2 separate regions of the Rattus norvegicus genome follow, and region 1 is linked to region 2. A link is a contact called in public Hi-C data. All regions are on one chromosome and are shown on one strand. Each heading gives the region's core, a stretch centred on a gene start, on an enhancer-like site or on the middle of the called end of the contact. The rest is flanking DNA. Distances are from core to core; before and after follow the strand shown. Region 1 overlaps Hipk2 (homeodomain interacting protein kinase 2). Region 2 holds the start of Clec2l (C-type lectin domain family 2, member L).

Region 1 (5,167 bases), core at 893-3,392, 52 kb after region 2:
TGTTGGCCATCTGGTGCTGGGCAGGGGGCCTGCCCATACATGTGGTTTGTAGAGCAGTGGGATTCTTCCTTAGTGGTTATCACTTGAAAATAACTTCTGAGTTAGGGACAGGGCCTTGTGTCCACTACCCCTCTCAGTGCTGGGACCCCATCTAGCTTAGAACTGTGTAGGCCTTGATCCAAGCCTTATTGAAGACAGGATTCCACTACGTAGTCTAGAGAAGCCTCAAACTCAGAGATGCGCCTGCCTCTGCCTCCTGAGTGCTAGGATTAAAGCATGTGTTACCACACTTGGCATCAAGCCTTTTGGATAAAGGACATTCAACTTGTATATATTCTTATACAACACGAGAAAGCGGTTCTGCCCAGAACCCTACCAGTCACAACGAATTTTATGAGGGAAGGACTTACTGAAGAAGTTTCTTCTCTAGTCTGTGCTAAGCCAGAAGATTGATAGGAAAGAAAAAGACAAGTCATTAGTTTGGAATCTTGGAGATCTACAGTCAGTGCCACAGGGAATAGCTGCACAAAGAAATAGAAACACGCCTCTGTCCTCGAAGATAAAAAGCTCAGTGGGAGACTGTATAACAACATGACAAGTTAAACAGTAAAAGCTTTAAAATAACCAGCCAGAATAATGGATGTCACAAAGCCTTCCATGATGAACTGTCAAATGACTCTTCCAGATGACAATTGTTAAGAACCCAACAGAAGGCAAGGAATGAACTGGTCACATAGATTTACAGCTCTTCACATTAACTTAATTTTTAAAAATTGTCTTGTGTGTGTGTGTGTGTGTGTGTGTGTGTGTGTGTGTGCGCGCGCGCACGCGTGCGCACACACATGTGTGCAAGTGTCTGCAGAAGTCAGAGATGTCAGGATGCCCTGAACTGGAGTTACAGGCCGTTCTGGGAACAGAACTTAGAGCCACTGAAGGGCATTCTGTGCTCTTAACTCTCCAGCCATCTCTCCAAACTCTTGAGTGAAGTTCTCATATGGATCCTATACATCACATAAAATAAGCCAGATATAAACTGCATGAGTCAACACATGAAGCGTGTGGACTAGGCAAACTCATACAAAAGGAAACAGGTTACAGATCCCAGAGGTCTGGGGAACAGGGCAGGCAGAGGAAAACATACAACTATTTAGTGGGTACAGAATGTTGGGTTGGAATGACAGAAAAGTTTTGGAGTAGATCACAGATAATGGTGGCAATTCGCGCCCCTGATGGTTAAATGGTGAAAGTGGCAAATTCCATGTTTTACCATAATGTTAAAAACTAATGTGGAATCTCCCTAGTGAACTGCACAAGGCAAACTGGTGAATTGTATAGTATATGAATTATTTCTAATTTTAAAAAGCCCATAGGTTCATCCACCATAAAAAGCTCCTATGATGTAGCCTAGAGCCCTGTGCAGCACTGCCTTAGCAGACCTCAGGGGCTACAAGTAACTGTGGTTTGTCCCTAGAGTTAGAGAGTGAGTCTCCAGGGAAAAGTCCCGGAACCTGGGGCAGGAGAAGCAATGGAGATGTGGGGGCCAGAGTGAAAGCTGGGGCATGAGGAGGACCTGCTGTTCTTTTCTGAGGTGGGAGTAGACACTGGTCTCTGAGCTGAACGGTTTGCTGTCCTGTTGTTGGGGGTTCCCCTCCCAGCTCACCTGCATAGGTGAAAGTGCTTCCGGGACTAGGGGTGGGGCTGGCAGTCCCAAGGGGACACAGAGGGTTGCTACTCTGTTGCACTCAGACTTCTGTCACTGCTAGTACTTGATTAATAGCCCAAGCGCTGTGGCTCCTTTCACAGTTTACTGACATGGGGATATGTTCTGCTGCAGGGGAATGTTCTGTAGCTGCAAATAGTATTCTAGCACTGGCTCTGCTGTCCCTTTCCAGGTGGGACCCTGGAGAACCACAGCCCTATACCATCCATCCAGCTCTGACCAACTCTGAAATTACGAGGGGAAGTGGGAGAGATTATCTGCAGTATGAAAGGGCCCATTTTGAATATCGCCCAGAGATTTATTATGAAAGACATTCAAGATAATCCGGTCTCCTGTTCATGTTCAGTGAGAGGAACTTACACATACACTGGGCCCTGGACATTTCCTGCTGAGCCTCCCTCCCTAGGCCATTGGTCACTTAGAGAGTGAGCAAGCAAAGCAACACACACAGTACTGACTTTGACCAACTGTAGTCTGACCTCTGACACAATTCAAACTGCGCCCACTGGAATCTGTAACTCTTATTTGCAAAGTGGGAAGAAGCTCAGTTTAATGCGGATCAAATTTCCTAGCTGCTGGAACTTTCTGAAGGCATAATACACTACCTCACGGACTAGCACACTGCCACTGAAGAGAGGCTTTCTGCAGAGTCCTGTGGGAGCTGGGAGCTTAGCTTGGAGTGAGTGCTACATGTCAGTGTCTTGTTATCTGTGAGGGAGGTGGGGAGAGAAAAGCTCCCCAAACTCTTCACGAGGCTCATCCCTTTTTCTGTAGCTGGCAAGTCCCATGACTAACAAGCAAAAATCACATGGCAGCCTAACATTGTATCTTTTTGGATTTTTATCTGACAGGTTTGGGAAAGATGAATTAGTTTGATAGCTCTGTTTCTATTCTTGTCTATTGCTAGAAGTAACTGTGCTCTAGGTAAATATACTATCCAGATCAGAGAACAATGGGGAGCTGCTGAATGGCTCACTTAAAACACCCAGCACACATTTGAGATTGACACTGATAGTTCTTCAGGCTCATACATGTCAATACTACAGGGACTCATTCCACCATTGTCTCTAATTATTATTGACAGTTTATCAATCCTATTCTGAGCTGCTTAATAGGAGAGAGAGAGAGAGAGAGAGAGAGAGAGAGAGAGAGAGAGAGAGAGAGAGAGAGAGCGCGAGCTAGGAGTAGAATGATAAGTATTTACTCAAATGGCCTTGATAGACACTGCTTCTGAACAAGAAGCAAAGCGAGAGCTCGTGACTCCATTGTGTTGTCATGGCAATAGATGATTCTCATCATTTTGAAGTGATGAGGGGAAATAAGGAGCTAGGAAGTATAGAAATGAGCCGCAGAGGAGGAACAACTGGCAGAGGAGCAGGTGCAAGCCTCTGACCCCATCCACCCCTGTAGGATCCCGTCTGCAATGGAGTTCTGATTTCTATTTGCTAATCTCAGTCAATTTCATCCTTCAAGATCAAGGTCAAAACTCATCTCCTCCAATAAACTTTCCGTGACTCCTTTGTCTCCACTGACTTCAGAGAAAATACCACATGTGAAAGCAAAAATCAAAACCCTACTCTTCATTCCAACATTGATGGCACACACTGGACACGTATCTAATATGTACCATTCAAAGTGCCGTATTTGTTATTTCCTTCAGTCCTCAGAACAAGGCTACTCGGTAAGAAATGATTACTTTCCTCTTATAGACAATGACTACAGATAAGGAGGGCTTCCGTCCTTTGCTTGCCCTAGGTCAAAGCATCTGCAGTCTTAATCACTACGCTGCGTAGGCCTCTGCACCCCAGAGAGGTTCCTAGCAAACACTGCAATAGTAAAATGAGGCAAACTCTCCCTCTGGAGTCTCCAGGGCCCATTTGTTAAGAGTGGCTTCTTTTTCCCAGCACGGGATGGTTTCCTCCCAGTTTCCCAGCTGAAGGAAATAAGACATGAGGGTTCAGCTAACCTTATTGCTTTGTCCCCATGACCGGAAATACCAGTGGATTACTTTAAGCCTGCTCCTATGAGAAGGATAAGAAGCAGAGCTTGAAGACCACAGTTCTCCTTTTGATGCTATATAGCTTTTAATTTAGCTATTAGAAGAGAAAAGATATCTTAGATTTGTTTGTTTCCTGTTCATGTAGGTGTGTTTATGTGTATGCCTAGGCATGAAGGTCAGAGGTCAACCTTAGGTGTCATGCCTCAGGAGATGGCCATCTTCTTTTTTGAGACAAGGTGTCTCTCTGGTCTGGAGCTTGCCAAGTAGGCTAAGCTAGGTTAGTCAGCCACTGTGTCTCAGGGAATCTGCCTGTCTTTGGAATCCAGGGCTGGAATTGCAAGCATGCACTCCCATGCTCAATTTTTTCTTGTGGGTTCCAGGGTTCATATTCAGGTCCTTATGCATGCATGGCGAGCACTTTCACAACTAAGCTATCTTCCATTCTCCACAACTTCATTTTAATATGGTTCATATATTTCATTCAAATGATAACTGCTTATTTGTACCTGTATGTATACACTCACATGTGTGTCAACATTAAGGCCAGCCTTCACATGACTGCTTTGTAGGACATCAGGAATGGGCCTGGAAGGAGGCGCCAGGTTTCCCTCCCCATTCCTCAGTTATCTCTTCCTGAACCAGCTGGCTTGGGTTGCCGGAACATTAAGCCCATGCATTGAGCACTGTAAGCAGATCCAACCCCTCTCTGGTGCCCACAGCTCCACCTATGGAGAGTGAGGACCAACAGGAGCTTGCCATACATCAGAGTGGCTGTGGGACACCAGAGCATCAGGATAAGCTGCTGGGGACAGACAGGTTGCAGTGTTGCCTTTTCCAGATGCAGTCTTAGAGCCTCTCCGCTCCATCCCTGACCTGTTTAAATGGATGCACGTGATGAAGACACAGTGAGGACGGCTGTGTACAGACTTCCACTGCTGGGGTGACTCACAAAACTGAAACAGTTTTCAACCTAGGCATGTGTTATAGCTTAAAACAAGCGTCCCTTACATGGCACCGCGAGTCTGGTTTGTCTGTTCCCTCCCTCTCATTGGTAGTCACTGGCCCAGGAGTGTGTTCTGATGCTGGTTGTATTCTTAACCAGTATAGGAGGGCAGTGAGTTTACACTGTTGTGTCAATGTAAAGAAATTCCAATCTGGGTTGACTTTTTTGCTCAGGTAATAATAAATGGTTGCTCATTTTTCAGGCAGAAGTCATTTGAACAATAGTTTGTAAGTTTCTGACCATGACTATCTGGAACTTACCACTTTTTAAATTTAGTATAAAGAAACAAAATATCTTGTGTCAATTCTTTTTTGGGGTGAGAACTAAATCTGGAGCCTCATGCATTCTGGATAAGCAACTGAACTACAGCCCTAGTCTTGCATTTAAAGATATATGTGAACATTTGAAGAGTTGACTCAGGAAATTGCTTTCTTATCTAAAACCT
Region 2 (5,317 bases), core at 189-2,688:
GCACTAAGGTTGGCCCATGCTGGAGGCTGAGGCTATGGTACAGCACTAGAGGTCAGAGGTTAGGAAAGGTCACAGAGGGCATCTCCCTTGGCCCTTTTGATTGGTTGTTTCTTGAGACAGGACCTCGCTATACATCTCAGTTTGGCCTCTGTCTATGTAGCCTACCCAGGCTGAACTTGAATTCTCAATTCTGCTTTGTGTCCCAAGCAGCCGGATGACAGGCTTGGGTTCCCGTGCCCAGCTGTGCTCTGGGCTTCCTTAATTCCACTTTCAACTCACTGCCAGGGTGTCAGCTACTGTCCGACAAGTGCCTGCAGCTTAGCTGGGTTGTGATGACACGTAATTGTAATCTCAGCACTTGGGAGGAAAAGGCTGGGGGACAGTTGCTGGAGGCTAGCCTGGTCTACTGAGTGCTCCAGGCCAGCCAGAGTTATACAGTGAAATTCAGTCTCAAAAATCCCAGAAGAGAGGCAGAGGGAATGACTCCGTAGGTAAAGTGCTTGTGGCACAGGCCTAAGAAGTTCAGGTCCCAGCACCCATGTAAAAGTTGGGCTGGTGTCAAGCATCTAAACCCATCAGTGGGGGCAGAGACCTATCATTGGAGCAGGTTAGCCAGCTCGCTTTAGCTAAATTGGTGGACCCTAGGTTCACTGAGGGAAAAGACGGTATCTGGTATCAAGTGCAGTGGTGTATGACCTTAATCTCAGCACTTGAGGGCCAGAGGCAGGCTAGTAGCCATCGTAGGTCTACATAGAGAGTTCTAGGGCTAAAGAGTGAGATCCTAGATTTTAAAAAAAAGTGGAGAGTGAATATACCCAGTGAAGACCTCTGGCTTCCATGTGCAAACGTGGACATTCATAATAAGCCAAAAATGTGGAGAAAAGTCCCTGAACTGTAATAGATGGTCGGCGTGGCTCTCTGGTTGCAGCGCTGCTCGGCCCTGTCCCCTTAGACCATGGCTTCAGCGGTGCGGAATGTTTCTCTTAGCTGCTGAGAATCTGGGGGGCAAGTCCCAGCCCCCATCCGTCTTCTCTGCCTCCAGGGAGGGCACCCCAGGAGCAGCCTTCCCAGGGCCTTGTCTAGAGAAACTCCCCCCACTTTACAAGACTCCGGAGGAGTGCCTTGGCTCACAGCTGCGCGGGAGCGGGTGGCGGGGCTGGTGACCTGAGCTGTCCTCTCTCTCCGCAACCCCGCCCGCGGTCGCGGCTCCCTCGCAGCCCCGACTCCTCCCCCGTGCGGGGCTCGGCGCGCAGGCTGCGGCGCGCACGGCGGGGACCGGAGCGTCTCCGGCGCGGGGAGCCGGGCTCAGCCCCGGCCTGCGGACGCCGCGGCCCCGGAGCACCAAGCCGGCCTGGGGGGCCCGCGGGGCGCGCGCAGCGCCGAGTGCGCCTGGGGCCGGGCTCCGCTGCCGGGTGCAGGAGCGCGCGCGCGTCGCGGAATGGAGCCGGCCAGAGAGCCCCCCGCACGCGCTCGCCCGCCGCCCCCGGCCGCTCGCCCCGCGCCCGCTGCGCCCAGGCCACGCTCTCCAGCCGAGGCAGAGGCCCGAGGCCCAGAGGGGCTGCTGAGGCGATCCGGGTCTGGCTATGAGGGCAGCACCAGCTGGAAGGCGGCCTTGGAGGGTAAGCGCGCAGCCTTCCATCCTCCGGTCCCCGACTCAGGACCTAGGAAGTGGCCAGTCACCTTGACAGCTCGCAGAGGGGCGATGTGGAGGATTTATTCGTACCAGAGCAGGCAGATGTCGCTATGGGAGGGGGAAGAGGCCCCTGGGGACCACCTCAGGTCACTGCTTTGACAAATCTTTACTGCCAAATCCCTCTTTGACCTTGGAGCACGCTTTATGCTCCAAACCTTAGTTGGGTCCGACGTGAAGCACCTGCGTGGCGGCCTGAATCTCTAGTAGAGAAGACACTGAGGGCTTCATAAAAGCAAAAGCTTTGAATCTCGGAGGTGGTGCCTCCACCCCGTGGGGTGGGAGGGCCGCACTGCTGGTGATGGGGCCAATGGAGAAGAAACCCCGGAGGACCTTCTTAAAATGTTGGGATGCCACATTCCTTCTTGTTATCCTGGCTCAGGGAGTGACCTCAGTCTGTCTAGAAGACAGTACGGGAAGAGACTTCATTCAGTTCACCTGCTCTTTTAAGAAACTTGGATTGGTGTACCTCTGGTGTCTGGTGCTCCGGGAGATACGGGAGTTGGACACAGGGAGGGTCAGCTTCCAGGCACTTCTCATGCTCCTACCTAGTAGGAACTGGGTAGCACTAACTAGGGGTAGAGTCAGAAAAGGGCATCTCAGAGTAGATGATCTCTCAGGGGTGTGAAACAGACAGGAGGGAGTGCACCAGGTCAATTAACAATAGGAGGTGGGTGTGGAATTAGCCAGTCCCTTGTGGATAACTGAACCCTATGGTGCTGGGTGCTGATGAGGGCATGAGAAATGAGGGATGGAGGGAGAGATAGAATACGAGAGGGATATCTGAGGGACCACCCAGGACAGGCTACAGAAGTTTGTTTTTTTGTTTGAAGGAGCTGTTGAGGGGTTAAGACAGCAGATGTGCGTGGGGAGGGCCTGCTGAGGAAGGTTGGTCAGTGAGGAAGGTGGGTGGTGGTCTGGAAGGGACAAAGCCACCTGTGCCCAGTTAGGTGATGGGGCAGCAGGGCATGAAGCACCTTTGGCTGAAGTCTGTGTGCCAGGGCCAGGTACTGTCTGTGGAGGGCAGTTCAGACTCTAAGCCTAATAGTGGTTAGGAACCATGGAGGTAAAGACAGTTTCCTTAGATGCAAGGCTTTACAAAGGACGACCAGAAACTTGGGTGAGATAAGGCCAACTAACCGTCTTCCTGGGATGTGTGTTTCTGGTTAGTGGTTGGGTTTTCCCTGTGACCTAAGCTTGCCTCCTACCAATAGTATTTCTTATATCACTCCCTCCCCTAGTCTATATTTCTTCATGTTTTGGAAAGTATTTGAAAGGGCCAGCTCTATTAACCTTTACTGGGTAGTGTTATTTCAGGGAAGTGTGGCTCGCTTGCTGGCTCTGGCCTTACCTCTGACACTGAATATATTGACTCTTGTCTTTCCCACTGTCAGTGTGGCCGACTGACCCTGCCCATCCTCTGAAGAAGAGGGCACACACTGGGATGGAGGAAAGCAAGAATGGTGGTGGTCCAGCACACCACCGTTCTTGGCATCTTCTTGTGGTCCAGTCTTGTGTCACCTGAACTGGCATGGCTCCCTACTGATATCACCATTGCTCCTCTTTTGGTCTCTGGGCACATAAGAGCACCCCGCCCCCCTACACACACATACACCATGGCTCTTGGGTGCTTGGTGTCTTGGCCTGGTGACTGTTATGGGACTTTTTAGTTCTGTTGGTGCCCGACCTCCATCCAAAGAGGAGAGCCCAGGGGTTGGGACTTGTTCTCGCCAGTGGCTACCACCATATGGGACCTTTGAGCTGACTAGCTCTTTCTGTGGTGCTAGGCCCTGTGGTCTGTGAATCACGGCATGATTTCCACCTCACAGTGCCAATCAGAGAAAGGTCCAGAGCGTAGGTTTGGTTGTGGCGGCTTTCTTTCCCAGCCCCCTGAACACAGAACCCGAAAGCTTGGGCGGGGAGTCCAGGGAACAGGGAGGACTGGCTACTCTGATGGAGTCCTTTGAGTTGAGGTTGCCCCTCACTTCAGTTCCTCTCCACCCTTAATGAGCGGAGCAGCCCTGGAGAGGATGTGGAGAGTGAGAGCTTCAAATATCTCACTCAAGGACTCCTTGGCCACTAACACATGAAACCGCCAAGGGATTTGCTTCCCTCTGCTAGGAAAGCTTGTCCCTCTTCCTGTGTGACCAAGGACACTGGGCTCAGAGGGGCTGACTGGAGAGACTCTAGTTCCCTTTTTCGAGCACACAGCTCTCCTCTCTGGCCCTCTCAGAGGAGTGTGCTATGCTCTGGAGGATGCTCAAAGCTTGAGAGGATTGGAGAGCAGCAGTCAGAAGGCTGGGGTCCAGGCGACCATCCTCATTGAGTAACTAGTTAGCAGTGCAAACAGAAACCAGATGGGTTGTCCTGGGGAAGGTTGTGAGCGTGAGTCTGTCCTTCCATCCAGTGAAGGCTGATAAAACTGACCCAGAGTGGCCTGCTGGGGTCTGAAAGCTCTGAAGGTGATTCAAGAAAGGGCTATTTCTAGCTTTGGAACTGAGAGTGGGGCACAGTGTTCTGGGTAAGAGAGGGGACAGAGTGACTCTGCATACCTCAAGGCTATATAGATTTCTCAGTGGTCGCCAACTCTGAATTTTTAATGTTGAAAGTTTTTTTTTATTAGGCACAAACCCACAACTTCCTGATCAAAACCACACTCATGCATTTGGCAAAAGCTACCTAAAATTTTAAAAATTACCAAGCTCCACATCTGAGCATTTTTAAATAGGCAGGATTACTTTGGGCAGGCTGTGTCCCAGATGGTTTAGACATCAGCTATGGGTCTTTTTTAGGATGTGGGTAGAGGGGGCGGGGGATCTATCTGGTATGAAGAACCTATGTTTTTCAGTCTTTCTTTCTAATGCTAATGCATTTAAGAACCCAGATGACCTGCACATGTAAACCCTAGATATAGGCGGGCCACTGCACGGTGGGGTGGTTATCCAGTTAGATGCCTGTGAAAAGTTGAATTATCTTCACAGCACAAGAGCCCTGGTGAGACCTAACTCCTAGAAGATCAGGATGTGCCCTTCGGTGGGATAGTAGTTCTGGCTGGCATGATTAGTTAAGAGGAAGACAGAATGGAATCAGTGGGCCCCGGCCCAGTATGAACGGGTGTCCTAAGACAATCACAGCCATGCCAAGAAGGCCGTCTGCTAAGAATGAATGAGGATGGAGTGATAAAGTCACGAGCCGTGGGCTTTCAGCAAAGCACCAGAGGCTAGGACGACTCTAGCGAGGCTTTCCTGAGGCTTCAAAGGCAGTGCGGTTCTGCTAACACCTCCACATTTGCACTTCTGGGTCTTAGAACTACGAGAGGACACCTTAATTTTGAAGCCACCCAGGTGATGGCACTTAGTTATGAGGTCTTGGGAAACAGGCACCACATTGACTCCAACTGCCTACCCCAGGCCTCAGGGAGGCAGACAGTGAACAGTGTCCAGACTCCTGGGGTGTCCTTCTGTCCACACTGCAGTGTTGAAGGAGGGAGGAGGCTCTTCAGTTGTGGTGGCAGTGGGTGTACGTGTACACACCCTCCTTTCTACTGAGTTCCTATAACCCACGTGAGTGGTAAGGCTGTTGGAGGATACTGCCTTCCGTGTAGTATTTGCAATTTCAGTCTGAACT

What was found. A called contact is a pair of places that touch in the nucleus more often than the background predicts.
Region 1: a contact with region 2 is called in a Hi-C map of liver, with 1.7 times the contacts expected there. The contact joins the enhancer-like site here to the promoter of Clec2l in region 2. A contact is called at or near these places in 5 of 12 Hi-C or Micro-C datasets (Schwann cells, frontal cortex, liver and 2 more).

What each region holds. Positions count from the first base shown.
Region 1 is chr4:68,414,974-68,420,140 of GRCr8, forward strand. The region is part of intron 12 of Hipk2 (homeodomain interacting protein kinase 2); the gene reads right to left. Among named protein-coding and RNA genes, the nearest start is that of Clec2l, 52 kb to the left of the region's middle. Within about 2 kb of position 2,143, at least 3 of the 93 cell types and tissues checked have an H3K27ac peak or open chromatin away from gene starts, as enhancers often do. A contact at or near this core is called in liver, where this site is marked.
Region 2 is chr4:68,363,722-68,369,038 of GRCr8, forward strand. It overlaps Clec2l (C-type lectin domain family 2, member L), which reads left to right and starts at 1,439. Exons shown (of 5, transcript NM_001044233.2): 1 at 1,439-1,619. The coding sequence starts at 1,439.